4 separate regions of the Mus musculus genome follow, and all the other regions are linked to region 1. A link is a contact called in public HiChIP or PLAC-seq, capture Hi-C and promoter capture Hi-C data. All regions are on one chromosome and are shown on one strand. The core of a region is the stretch at or near the end of the contact, and the rest is flanking DNA. Distances in the headings are between cores, read along the strand shown.

What was found. Promoter capture Hi-C pulls out the DNA fragments that hold promoters and counts their contacts. HiChIP or PLAC-seq counts read pairs in DNA pulled down with a chosen protein or histone mark. Capture Hi-C pulls out chosen DNA fragments and counts their contacts.
Region 2: a capture Hi-C map of macrophages shows a contact between it and region 1, with 2.1 times the contacts expected there. The contact joins the promoter of Serpinb6b here to the promoter of Nqo2 in region 1. A contact is called at or near these places in 1 of 39 promoter capture datasets (3T3-L1-derived adipocytes), 1 of 115 datasets of contacts at active chromatin or transcription factors (large pre-B cells) and 1 of 9 other capture datasets (macrophages).
Region 3: a contact with region 1 is called in a FOXA1 HiChIP or PLAC-seq map of pancreatic cancer cells. The contact joins the promoter of Serpinb9 here to the promoter of Nqo2 in region 1. A contact is called at or near these places in 3 of 39 promoter capture datasets (3T3-L1-derived adipocytes, cranial neural crest and embryonic stem cells), 3 of 115 datasets of contacts at active chromatin or transcription factors (large pre-B cells, microglia and pancreatic cancer cells) and 1 of 9 other capture datasets (pancreatic islet).
Region 4: a promoter capture Hi-C map of pre-B cells shows a contact between it and region 1, with 3 times the contacts expected there. The contact joins the promoter of Fam50b here to the promoter of Nqo2 in region 1. A contact is called at or near these places in 1 of 39 promoter capture datasets (pre-B cells) and 1 of 115 datasets of contacts at active chromatin or transcription factors (microglia).

The regions. Positions count from the first base shown.
Region 1 is chr13:33,963,220-33,965,992 of GRCm38.p6, reverse strand. Nqo2 (N-ribosyldihydronicotinamide quinone reductase 2) reads right to left here and starts at 1,334. Exons shown (of 7, transcript NM_001163241.1): 1 at 1,193-1,334. It also overlaps a transcript of Serpinb6a not described here.
Region 2 is chr13:32,963,910-32,966,682 of GRCm38.p6, reverse strand. Serpinb6b (serine (or cysteine) peptidase inhibitor, clade B, member 6b) reads right to left here and starts at 1,422. Exons shown (of 7, transcript NM_011454.2): 1 at 1,140-1,422.
Region 3 is chr13:33,003,198-33,005,970 of GRCm38.p6, reverse strand. It overlaps Serpinb9 (serine (or cysteine) peptidase inhibitor, clade B, member 9), which reads right to left and starts at 1,430. Exons shown (of 7, transcript NM_009256.3): 1 at 1,276-1,430. It overlaps Gm36181 (a long non-coding RNA gene), which reads left to right and starts at 164. Exons shown (of 3, transcript XR_382177.2): 1 at 164-376.
Region 4 is chr13:34,733,432-34,736,204 of GRCm38.p6, reverse strand. It overlaps Fam50b (family with sequence similarity 50, member B), which reads right to left and starts at 1,355. Exons shown (of 2, transcript NM_001382856.1): 1 at 1,297-1,355.

The DNA of each region.
Region 1 (2,773 bases), core at 85-2,584:
ACAGAAGATCTTAGGCAGATAGCTCTAAGGTTAATACACATTTTCAAAGGTTCCCAGGACTACTGTAGATGAGCAAAACACATCCCGAGATTTCCCTCAAGTAGGCACACAGCTGCCTTAGTCCGGACTTTGCAGTGCTGCTAGGCACACTCTACACTCTACCCCTAGCCTCACCGCCTCATCTGTGCTACTCAGCTCAGTTTACAAATTTGTATTACAATTGGGTGTGGCTGGCTGGGTGCATGGGGTTGAAATTTCCTCTTACTTAACTCTCGGAAGAGTAAGAAATTCGAACATAGATACAATCTCCTGATACAGGCTTTTCACTCTCAGTTACTCGCCTTAGGTGGAAACTGTAAGTTAACCAAGGTTTTGTTGTTTGTTTTTTCTTGTTTTGTTTTTGCTGTTGTGTTGTTTGTGGGGGAGGTGTGGTTGTTAACCTACAAGCCACATGAAAAGAACTTCACGATATTTAGAGATAAGCATAATTATGTCTCAACATCCAGCAGTTATTTTGATAGTTTTACTGTATCATTTTCTACACAGGCAGGCTCTATGGTGGTCATTCTAACAGCTGACATGTTATCCTGTAGTGACAGCATTGCCTGCCTGCTTTCTGTGTTCACTTAGTTTATCTTTTTCTAGAGTGCTCTTGCTCAATCGCGCTCCTCTCCCCCACCCTCCATGCTCCCTTAGAGGCTTCTGCGAGTCACAAAGTTTCAGTCTTCTGTCTCTTCCTTACTTATATTTCCAGAAATTACAGGTTACTGAAACCGATAGTTTCACATTAAGGTTACAGAAGCTGATACTTCCTTTGAGCCAGTGTTCTTTAAGGCAGAGTAAACCGCAGTTGCCAGGCTAAGGGAAGACACCCTGCACAAACTTCGCTCTGGCTCACTTCGATTTTTACCCTTTGCTAAAAAAATATGCAGAGACTCACAACTGCTCACTATACAAGAGTGGGCTGGCGAAACGCAACCATTCACGTTAAGCAGGACCTGGACCCAGTGTGGACGCGCCTGCAAATACTTAAAGGCTTGAGGAGCGAGGCACCCTGGGAACACCGGTCTACAGTTTAATATGCAAGCTGAAAACCGGAAGGGACCTCTTTAGTCCTGCATTTCCCCCAGTCCCCAAAGTTGCTTGCAGAAAGGACGCGCATGCCCCAGGGAAGCAGTGAACAGACTCTTACCTCTGCCTCCTGGAGGGAACACACGCACAATGTGACACAGCCAGTGTCTAGGGCCAGAATGCCTAGAGCTTGCCTGCACGCTTTGCCGCTGCGCCCAGGGCCGTTTTCCCCACCCGGCCCCGCCCTCACACTGACCTCTAGCGGCTTCTTGGCAACAACCCGCCCCACAACTCCCAATCAGTGGACTTCAATCTTCCCTCCCCTACTGTCTCCTTGACCTGTTCCTGCCCCACGCTGGGCTCCAGTAGTTGTGGGCAAAACCAGTTTCTCTCCTTGCTTCCGGCATCTGGCAGAAAGCCTGTGCTGGGAGATGGGAAGTGGTGCCTTCCTGCTTTGTACCTCATCCTCTACAAGCACTAATATATCCAGGCAAATCAGCACAAAAACACTGTACTACTAGGCAATCAAAAAAAAAAAAAAAAAAAAAAAAAAAAGAAATGAGTTGTGAATACATCCTGCTCCAGTCTTCAGGGAATTTCCCAGAGTAAGAGCGTCCAATCACCAAAGAATATGTATTTAATGATTCTGTTTCTTGAAAGAGTAAATTACAGGAATAGGGAATCAGAGTAGTGGTTGCAAAGATTTAGGAGTTAAAGAACAATCTTTGTGTTGAAGGATGCATTCTTTGCCTATCCTATCAGTGTCCACGTCACGGTAAGCCACTCTTGCCAGATGTCGTCAATGGAGAAAACAGTGAAACTGATATATAGGTAAAAATACAATAGTTAATTAAAAAATGTTGCGGGGCCTAGCAAACACAGAAGTGGATGCTCACAGTCAGCTAATGGATGGATCACAGGGCTCCCAATGGAGGAGCTAGAGAAAGTACCCAAGGAGCTAAAGGGATCTGCAAACCTATAGGTGGAACAACAATATGAACTAACCAGTACCCCGGAGCTCTTGACTCTAGCTGCATATGTATCAAAAGACGGCCTAGTCGGCCATCACTGGAAAGAGAGGCCCATTGGACACACAAACTTTATATGCCCCAGTACAGGGGAATGCCAGGGCCAAAAAGGGGGGGTGGGTGGGTAGGGGATTGGGGGGCTGGATATGGGGGACCTTTGGGATAGCATTGAAAATGTAAACGAGGAAAATACCTAATAAAAAAAATTTTTAAAAAAATGTTGCAAGACCAAGTAGTTGCAGAAGCTGGGCAAAGGAGCTGGTAGAACTTTAGGTGAAAAATTGTGTGTGTGTGTGTGTGTTGTTGGTTTTCTGGCTTTCTATCCACAGTGACATCTTACCAATTCAAGGAATGGTGGTATGGCTGATCTCTCTGCTACCATTTTCCTTATATTAAGAAGTGGATTACTGCATTCCCCGGCAGGGTCAGGGCTGCCAGTGAGCCTTGGCCTGGAGATGGTCTACATTTTCTAATAGAGATGCAGGTGTAAGTGCCTCAGCCCCTGTGGGATCATGCATGACTGGAGTACAGCAGCATCTGTGAACAAGAACTCACAGACACACTCTACGTAAGCTGCTCTTCGCCCGCCCGGGACCGGGACTGGAAGCTGAGTGGTACTCTCTGGTGTACATAATGGTGTAGGCTGAATGGAAGTTGAACAGTAGGACAGTTCA
Region 2 (2,773 bases), core at 173-2,672, 1.0 Mb after region 1:
TATTTAGAGCAGAAAAGGAAAAACAGTTTAGCCACGTTTGAATTGGAGTCTCATCGTTGTGTCATCCAGGTTGACCTCCCACTCTTATCTTCCTGACTCTGTCTCTTGGATGCTGGCTTACCTACAGAACACCTAGCTTCTCCAAAGTAGTTTTTATCTGCTGTTGGTTTATATCTGCTGAGTCTGGTTGACTAAGTGTGAAATCCATGGAAGAAGACACAGGGATCCAAGCGAACATGCTTTAGGGAACAAAGTGTGAACCATACACCCTCTCTGTGTGACAACAGAAGCCATAGTGGGTACAGATACTCAGGGTAGTTCTCAAACACAAACAGCAGTCATTTCCTGTAACCACATTCACATTACTGGGCCCCAGCACGGCTCACAGGACCTTAACACAAATGTTATTTGATAGTCGGACCCTCCACACACAAACCACACGAGGAAGTGGGCAGCCTCAGGTACAATGCTCTCACAAGCAGCTGTTTCCCACATACCCTAAAAACGGTGTAAAAGAGCCAAACCTCATCTAGCTTCCTGACAGCACATGAATGCTAGATTTCCATACTTCCGATTCTCAAAATGGATTCAAGGTAAGAAGGAGGAACAGTAAGCCTGGGGCTCTGGGGCTGAGCAAGCAGAAGAACAGGCTCAGGGTCCACCAACAAAACAAAGGAAGGGAGGAAAACCTGAGCTTTCATCTGACACACAAACTTTATCAAAACTTCGCCTATGTCCCACAGACATCAAATCTTGCAGGATTCCACCACCATTGCCACGAGTGTGATAAAACAATAACAAACAAGAGAACAACAAAAACAAACAAAGGACAAAACTGGACAAATCCTGGGGTATTGATCCAAGCTTAAAGGCACTAAGGGTATGGGCAACCCCCTGAGAACAGCCCAACCCCGTCTCTAAGACGCAGGCTCACTCAGCCAATAAGAGGCCACAAGGGTGGCAAAGCCTGCCGCCCTGGACAGACTAGGTCCCTCTTGGTTTTGATACCTCTTCGTACCAATCCCTGCAGGATTCTTATGTCATGCCCATTCCATGCGCCAAGTTAGCTCCTCCCATCCAGGTCCCACAACCCCAGCACCCTACCCCACCATCTTCAGCCAGCTCGTAGCAGAGCTTACCTGGAACCCCAGGTTCAGGCTGTCAGCAAGCAGAATCTAGAGAAGGAAGAGCCTGTGCTCTGGCCTCAAATAGCTGCAGGGCGCAGCGTGGGGAGGTCCCAGAGTCAGGAAGTCCCAGGGGAGGTGTCAGAGGGGCTGTGGGCTGTCCGGGTGAAAAGGAAAAGAAACGGAAAAGCAGGATCGCTGCACTTTGACCATTGCCTGCAGTCGGGTTCAGCAGCTAGCTGCAGACTGGTCTAGTTAAATCAGGAATCCTCGCTAGCACTGTTTGTTTGCTATGACTACCTACTTCAGAAAACCAAGGGATTTAACCAAACCGCTTGGATGAAGCAATTAGAAGGGTGTCCACTAGGGGGCATGCAACGCCCGCCCCCCCCCCCCTCTTCCTCTTCTCTTCTTTCCCCCTCCTCCTCTCTCCCTGTCTTCCTCCCTCTGTGGGAGGGTGTGTTCCACACTACATGAGTGTTATGGCCTCAATGACTAAAATGTGCTAACTCTCAATGGGAATAAATGAGACAGCATTAAACAGAAATGTTGGGAGTTCCTTTCAGGGTTATAACCAGGGTCCAAGTTTTTGCCGAGTATGCACAGAAAACCACAGAAGCCTCCCTTGTAATTACTGTGTCCAAGACTCCACTACTGTCCCAGCCCTCAGGTACTGACATTTTATATAAATGGCAGAAAAACTCTAACATCTCACATCTCTCCTATCGAGCAAAAAGACCCGGTGGAGAGAATGCTGGCCAGGTTTAAGAGACTGGTCAGCTCTGGAGACCTCAGATTCTTTTCTGCCTTCTTCACTCTCACACCAGGACAAGGATCCCCAACATTGACCTTTCTGACATTTGAGTTAGGTGTGTCTCGGCTGTGTCTAAGCTGTAGCACCTTATAGAATGTTCAGCACCACACTGGCCTTTCTAGGTGTCATAACAGACCAGGCCACCACACCAGCTGTGAGATGTGACTCTTGACATACAGAAACACAAAGGAATGCTTCATTTAGCCTCTGCATTCTTTCCAGTGCAGCTTTATTGCTCTGGCTTATCCTTCTGGCCCACCCTTTTTCAAACTACAGGGCACATAGCCTCTGTACCTGTGCACATTAGGGTTCTTCTGTATAACTAACTTCCGGTTTATCATCAACAGGGAGCATTATTTCGGTTCTCTACCACAGATCTACAAGTCGTTACTTTAAAATGTTTGGGTGACCTCTCTAAAAAGATTGCACAGAATTCTCTCTTATCTCCTTTTCTGGCTTCTCTGAATTCCTTTGTGTGTATCTTGATAGATGTTTTGACTTTAAACCATTTCAAGGGTTGTCATAACTAGCATACAGCTAAGCTCCCGTCCATGTTAATTCACACAGAGTCATCCAGCTGGGGTATCAGTGTGTGCATTCCAATTAAATGAGTCCTGAGATGGAAAAATACCCTGGAGTGAATCCAGATTCTTAAAAGGATAAATACACGGAACGTTTGGTTAGTTGTGGAATCCATCCTCATAAGGACGGTACCTGATGGCGATTCTCTGCAGAGTCCAATTCCAGCCAGTCTTCTGGGTCTTTTGCCAAACTTATGTATGTACGTCCTGAGAAAAATCCATATTTTTGTTGTCTTGTTTTGAAATAAAGTCTC
Region 3 (2,773 bases), core at 181-2,680, 960 kb after region 1:
CCCTGCAGTAGCTGCTCAGAGGACCTTGCATCAGCTGCAGGCACCCTGGCTGCTTTTCTACTGATTATGACTCATCTTCCAGATGGATGGACAGCTTGGCCCAGACTAAGTGACTGCTCCTGACACTTTAACCCAGTTCTGAGTCCCTGTGCATCCCATGGCTGTGCTCTCACTGTTCCAGGGTTCACCTTTGAACCCTCACATATGTTCAGAGTGCTTCCTACTGAGTTAACATGCAGATCACATAGCCTAGGGAGCATCAGAACACTCAAACCACACTTCTTCCCATTCCTCAGACAGAGGGACACAGCAACCTGAGAGTGTACTCGGATCCTCTGGCTCCTCCCCTTATGACTTCCAGGGCTCTGGAGGAAAGGTGGGGCTGCTTTATTTCAAAGACTTACTCTCTGGCTAGTCCTCTCATCTAACCCAGCTTGCCCCCTTCTCCTGCATTCCTGCCCTTATGTCACTTTAAAGTTGCTTCTGAGTCCTTGAAGTGCAGTTTATTTCACCTAGAACATTCCCTACCCCATCCCTGTCACTGAGTTCAAACTACTCCCCTTTCCCAACTTCATTGGAACAGGACAGCCTCAGGGCCTCTGCTCTCCTTCCCTAGTGCAGCTTCCCCACCCCAGGTCTGCTCTTAAGTGTCACCTTTCTCTTAAGTGTCACCTTTCTCTTACTGATTGCTGTCCTTTCTACTCCATATTCTGGAGCTCTCTGAAGGTAAGGGGGATGTCTGGCACTCTAATAGTAAGCATACTCAAATAAAGGGGTATTTGATTTCTCAGATAAAGTTATCAAAGATATGATCACTGTCAGCATGGAGTGAATTATTTTATAAATGAGAATGAGCAGTGCTCAAATTTGTACCAGAGACCCCAGATGTTTAAAGGGTCCGGAAGTAAGAGAGGGATTACTTTGCAAGATCCACAGGGAGAAGACAGAGGCTTTCAAATTGCCTAGGTGGTAAGGACTGATAGAAAGCATAAAAAGATACCAGTGGAGAGGCCGCCAATATCCTGCAGTCCCCAGGCCTGGCTCAGGAGGAGCCAACACAGCTTAGAAACCAGCCCTAAGATCTGCATCTCTGCCATTGGCCAGCTGGAGATCCTAAAGGAGTCACCATTTAAAAAGCTCATCAGACATTACCTCCCAGCTGTCTCTTTCCCTAACTAAGCAGTCTTGTTTTCCCTCCTGGACTCAGCCTATGCCTTGTAAACATGACCTCTGCGGGTCCCACAGCGCCACCCCGAGCCAGATGCCCGCACCTACCACAGTTGCGGCTTCTCAATCCAGCGTTTGCAGCCTTGATGCTCCCAGTAGGCTTTCAGAGCTGCCTGTACAAGGCAGGGACTTCTGGTTTTGTGCTCCTGCTCAGGGGCGGGGAGACAGGCTGCTTCTGGCTCTGGCGACCACAGCAGGAAGAGGATGAGTGGGGGTTGGGAAAAAACTGGGTCCTTAGAGAAAGTGAAAGTAGCAGGAGTTTTCGCTGTGCACCAAGGGAGAATGTCAGGGATTTTAATAAAACTCTGGGCCTGCGGGGTGGCAAGTGGTAGATGTGAAGGGTGCCCCGTGTCTAAATCCATTTCCACACACCCAGCCTCCTCTCCTGGCAAACACTAACCCATTTTCTGGCTTTTTTAACCAGTCATGAGCACTTTGTTTAAACAGAGTATGCAATCATGTGTGTGGTCTTTTGCTAAACAGATGTTTCTGAGGCTCAGCCTTAAGTGTTCAAGGTGGCAGTGACCGGGGCACAGGCGACAGGCTTGCCACACGATGTGAGCTGTGGGCATTGGAATATGTTTAAAAAAAAAAAAAAAAAAAAAAAACTCAACTCAAGTGAAACCACCATTCTTGACTTTGCCAGAGAAAGAAATTTCTGAAAGAGATCGTATGAGATGGAGTTGGATTTATTGAGAAGCAAACACAAATATATTTTTAAAAAGTAATACAGAAAGGGAAGAAAAGTAGGAAAAGAGAGAATGAGACACACCTAAGCATGCAGGGCTCTCAAGACGAGCATGGCTGCAGTGACTCAGCAGTAGCCTCATGTGTGGCTTTGGTGGCTCTCAGATGCTACATCTTACAAAGTTGCTGAGAAAACCTCATTCTCCTTTGTAGTTAATAGAGATTCAGTATTTCTTTGTTCAGTTATTTAAGGACAAGCTTTTAAAATGACAAAGAATGAAACTATACGAGGCCAAACGCATAAGTAGAACTTCAACATAGGAAGCCTTGGTGGGAAACAGGAAAGAACATTAGGAAGACTTCTCAGACACAGGAGAGGCTCACCCTGTCTATAGGATGAGTCACCCATTTTGCTAACCTTGAGAGTCCATTCAATTTTAAACCCTGTGGTATACTCAATCTAGAAAGCTTTCTTTCCCACGTGTTCTCCTTGTGGCTCATGGCTTTTCTCCAATCTCTTCTTCCCTGAAGCTTGCTGTGTTGCTTTTTGGCTTCTCCAAGGTGCTCATCCTCTCAGCTCCATTTTCCACAAGAATCTCCTCACACCACTCTCCTCTAACCCCTGACCCAGCAGGAAGTGACAGCAGCTGCAGGACCTTTAGCTCCTGGCTTTCTTGATCATCTTGCTTGAGGCAAGGTTTGGCTTCCTTACCTGCAACATCTGCTTCCTCACCCTCTGTCCTCCACCAGCAGGAGGAGATCCAACCTCCTGTCCCTTTAGGTTACCGTATTTTCTCTCCTTTGATCAACAGCCAGTCTGACCACCTCCTGTCTTAACTTTTGTTCTTGGGGTCACTTT
Region 4 (2,773 bases), core at 106-2,605, 770 kb before region 1:
GAAGCAGTATGTCATAGCAGGAGTGCATAGCAGAGGAAGCTATGACAGGACAGCCAGGAAGCAGAGAGAAAGAGAAGGGCACCAGTGTCTCACAGTCCCCATTAGGTCCCACAACTTCAACATTCTACTGCAATCTAGAAGTGTCAATCTGGGACCAACACATTCCACTCCAAGTCTAGAGGACAGAAATGCTAGATACTATAGGAACTCTGGGGAGCCCTCTGAAATAAATTCCAGCACCATGGGATGAAGAAAGCATTTATCTAAGTCCTCCTTCCTAGTCTCTGTGGCTGATAGTCACTCTGGGTATCAACAGTTCTATATGTCAAGTTTACTGCCTCTGCATTGGAGTAGTCAGAGAGAGGGGGGGGAGAGGGAGAGAGAGAGGGAGAGAGAGAGAGAGGGAGGGAGAGAGGGAGAGAGAGAGAGGAAAGAGGGAGAGAGAGAGGGGGAGGGAGGGAGGGAGGGAGAGAGAGAGAGAGGGGGGGGGGAGAGAGAGAGAACAGACATCCTCAGGTACCCAGCATGAAGACACTTGGCTATAACCACCTACTGCTGCAGTGGCAGAAAAGAGGAGTTCAGAGCAATCTAGCAGAGACAAGAAGCCTTCAGTATGCTTTCAGTACTATAAGCTAACAGTATCAGACCTGAGTTAAGGAGGTGAGACTCATGTAATGGTTAATCTTGTCAACTAACAGGATTTGGAACCTTAGGATACACAGCTCTTGGCATGTTGTCTGGTGGGAGTATTTTCAGAAAGATTTAACTGAGGAAAGACAAACCATCTTGAACATGGCCTTACCATGCCCATGGGCGTGAGTCTCAGACCTAGTAGAAAGGAGAAATAGGGAAAGGCAGATGAACGCAGTCCTTATCTTGCTCGGCTTTCTGACTACAGAAACAACATGACTCCGTGCTTCTGCCAACTTGCTGTCAGGATTAAATGTGAGTCAAACAGTCAATCAAAATAAACCCTTTCCTCCTCCTTAGGTTGCTTTTGACACAGCAGTGAAAAGCAACCAATAGAGAGAACAAGCCCCAATTTCTATTTTCCTAGTGCATATGTCATAGCCCTTTAAGGCATCTTCCTCCTTCCTGCTAGTTTGTGATTCCTAAATTACAATAAAAATGTTGATATTATGTCACCGATAGGGCTCATTAGTCTCCCCTGCTTGCAGGATAATGGACAAATTCCTTTCCTCTAACATTCAACTCCCTTCACAATTGGTTTTACTCGAGTTTAAAGAGCTGTACCTCCCACATCTGCCCCAGCTGGATTCAAGCCAGTCCCCTCACCTTTTGATGTATGAGCCAAGACTCTTCCTTCTGGTGCTTTTGCGAATATTGTTTGTTCTAACTGACACAGAAAATATGCAAAACATTGGCCAACTGCTAGGGCAGGCTCTAACCAATCAGGACAGAGATTGGGCCAATCAGGTGGTGGTCATGTATAACTGCCGACTTGGACTGACTGATGGATGCAGTCCTGCTGCCAGCGTCTGATCTCCTGACAACTGAAATGCAATCCTCCCATGAAGTTTTCCTGGACTGTCGTTGCTCACTTGGGCCTTTGATTATTACAGATTAAATTTTTGTGTGTAGGTTGTTACTAAAGAGTTTACGTGATACACTAGTCTGAAAGTATTGGCACTCTCCAGACAGCATGATTTTATTGCCTTTTCATACAATAACTCATTAGTGATCTTAGCTACAGAGGAGACAGAAAGCTCTGACTCCATTTTGCATGTGGTATAGTATGGTTGATCAGAATAACTTTCAGGTTTTAGAAAAGCTTTTTAATTTCAAAATTTTATAAGGATATAAAATGATAGAACTTTATTCCTCAATAAATAAATAAATAGAAAAAAAAAGAGAAAATATTTCAGAGCTCACAACTTCAGTGTGGTGTTGTCTTAAAACTATTGAATATGGGGAAACTCTACAAAAGCCCTCTAACTGGGGCAAGAAACCTAGTAATTTCTTTCATGTGTGAGCTACTCAATTTCAAGGGATTTCAAATTTCTATGAAATGTTCTTCTTTGTTTGTTTGCTGTGTTTTTGTTTTTGTTTTTGAGACAGAGTCTTCCTATGCAGCCCAGGCTAGCCTCTAACTTCCAATCTTCCTGCCTCAGCCTCCATTAGCAGTGGATATGCTACACCATGACTCAATTCTTTAAAGTGCTCTTTAAATAGCTGTTGGATACATTCCTGGAAGCCACCCAATACCACAATGACTAACAACATTTTAATCTTGACACTCCTACTGAGGGGTCTTGCCCTCGAATCTCTTAGTCTCTGTCCCCTGAGTCTGCTTGGTGAGCTGGTTATATTCACAGGAAGGCTTACTAATTGCCATGTTCTTTCCTGGGCTATTTCTCTTTTCAGTCTGATGCCCACTGTAAAATGTCCAGCCCAGCAGCTATGTCCTGCGCTGCAATCATAATAGCCAGACATGAGCATGTTTGCCTCCATTTGATCGAGCTTCTGATGGTTGTTAGGCATCCATCTGGTAAGGGATAATTTTGGGAAAAGCCGTTGTATTTTCCTTCTGGGTGATGAGACTAAAACTAAGCTATCTAAGAGTGGGGCATTTGTGTAGTATAGGTTCTTCTCCATGTGGTATGGAGCAGTATGCCTCTTTGCTGTAGCAGCACGGGCCCCGTTCTGCTATTGGTTGATAAGACATGATACTCAGACTGAGCAAGTTGCCTTAGGGGAAAGTAAGGGAAATCCATGGGATCGATCCTGGTAGCACTGTCTTATGGGCTGATAT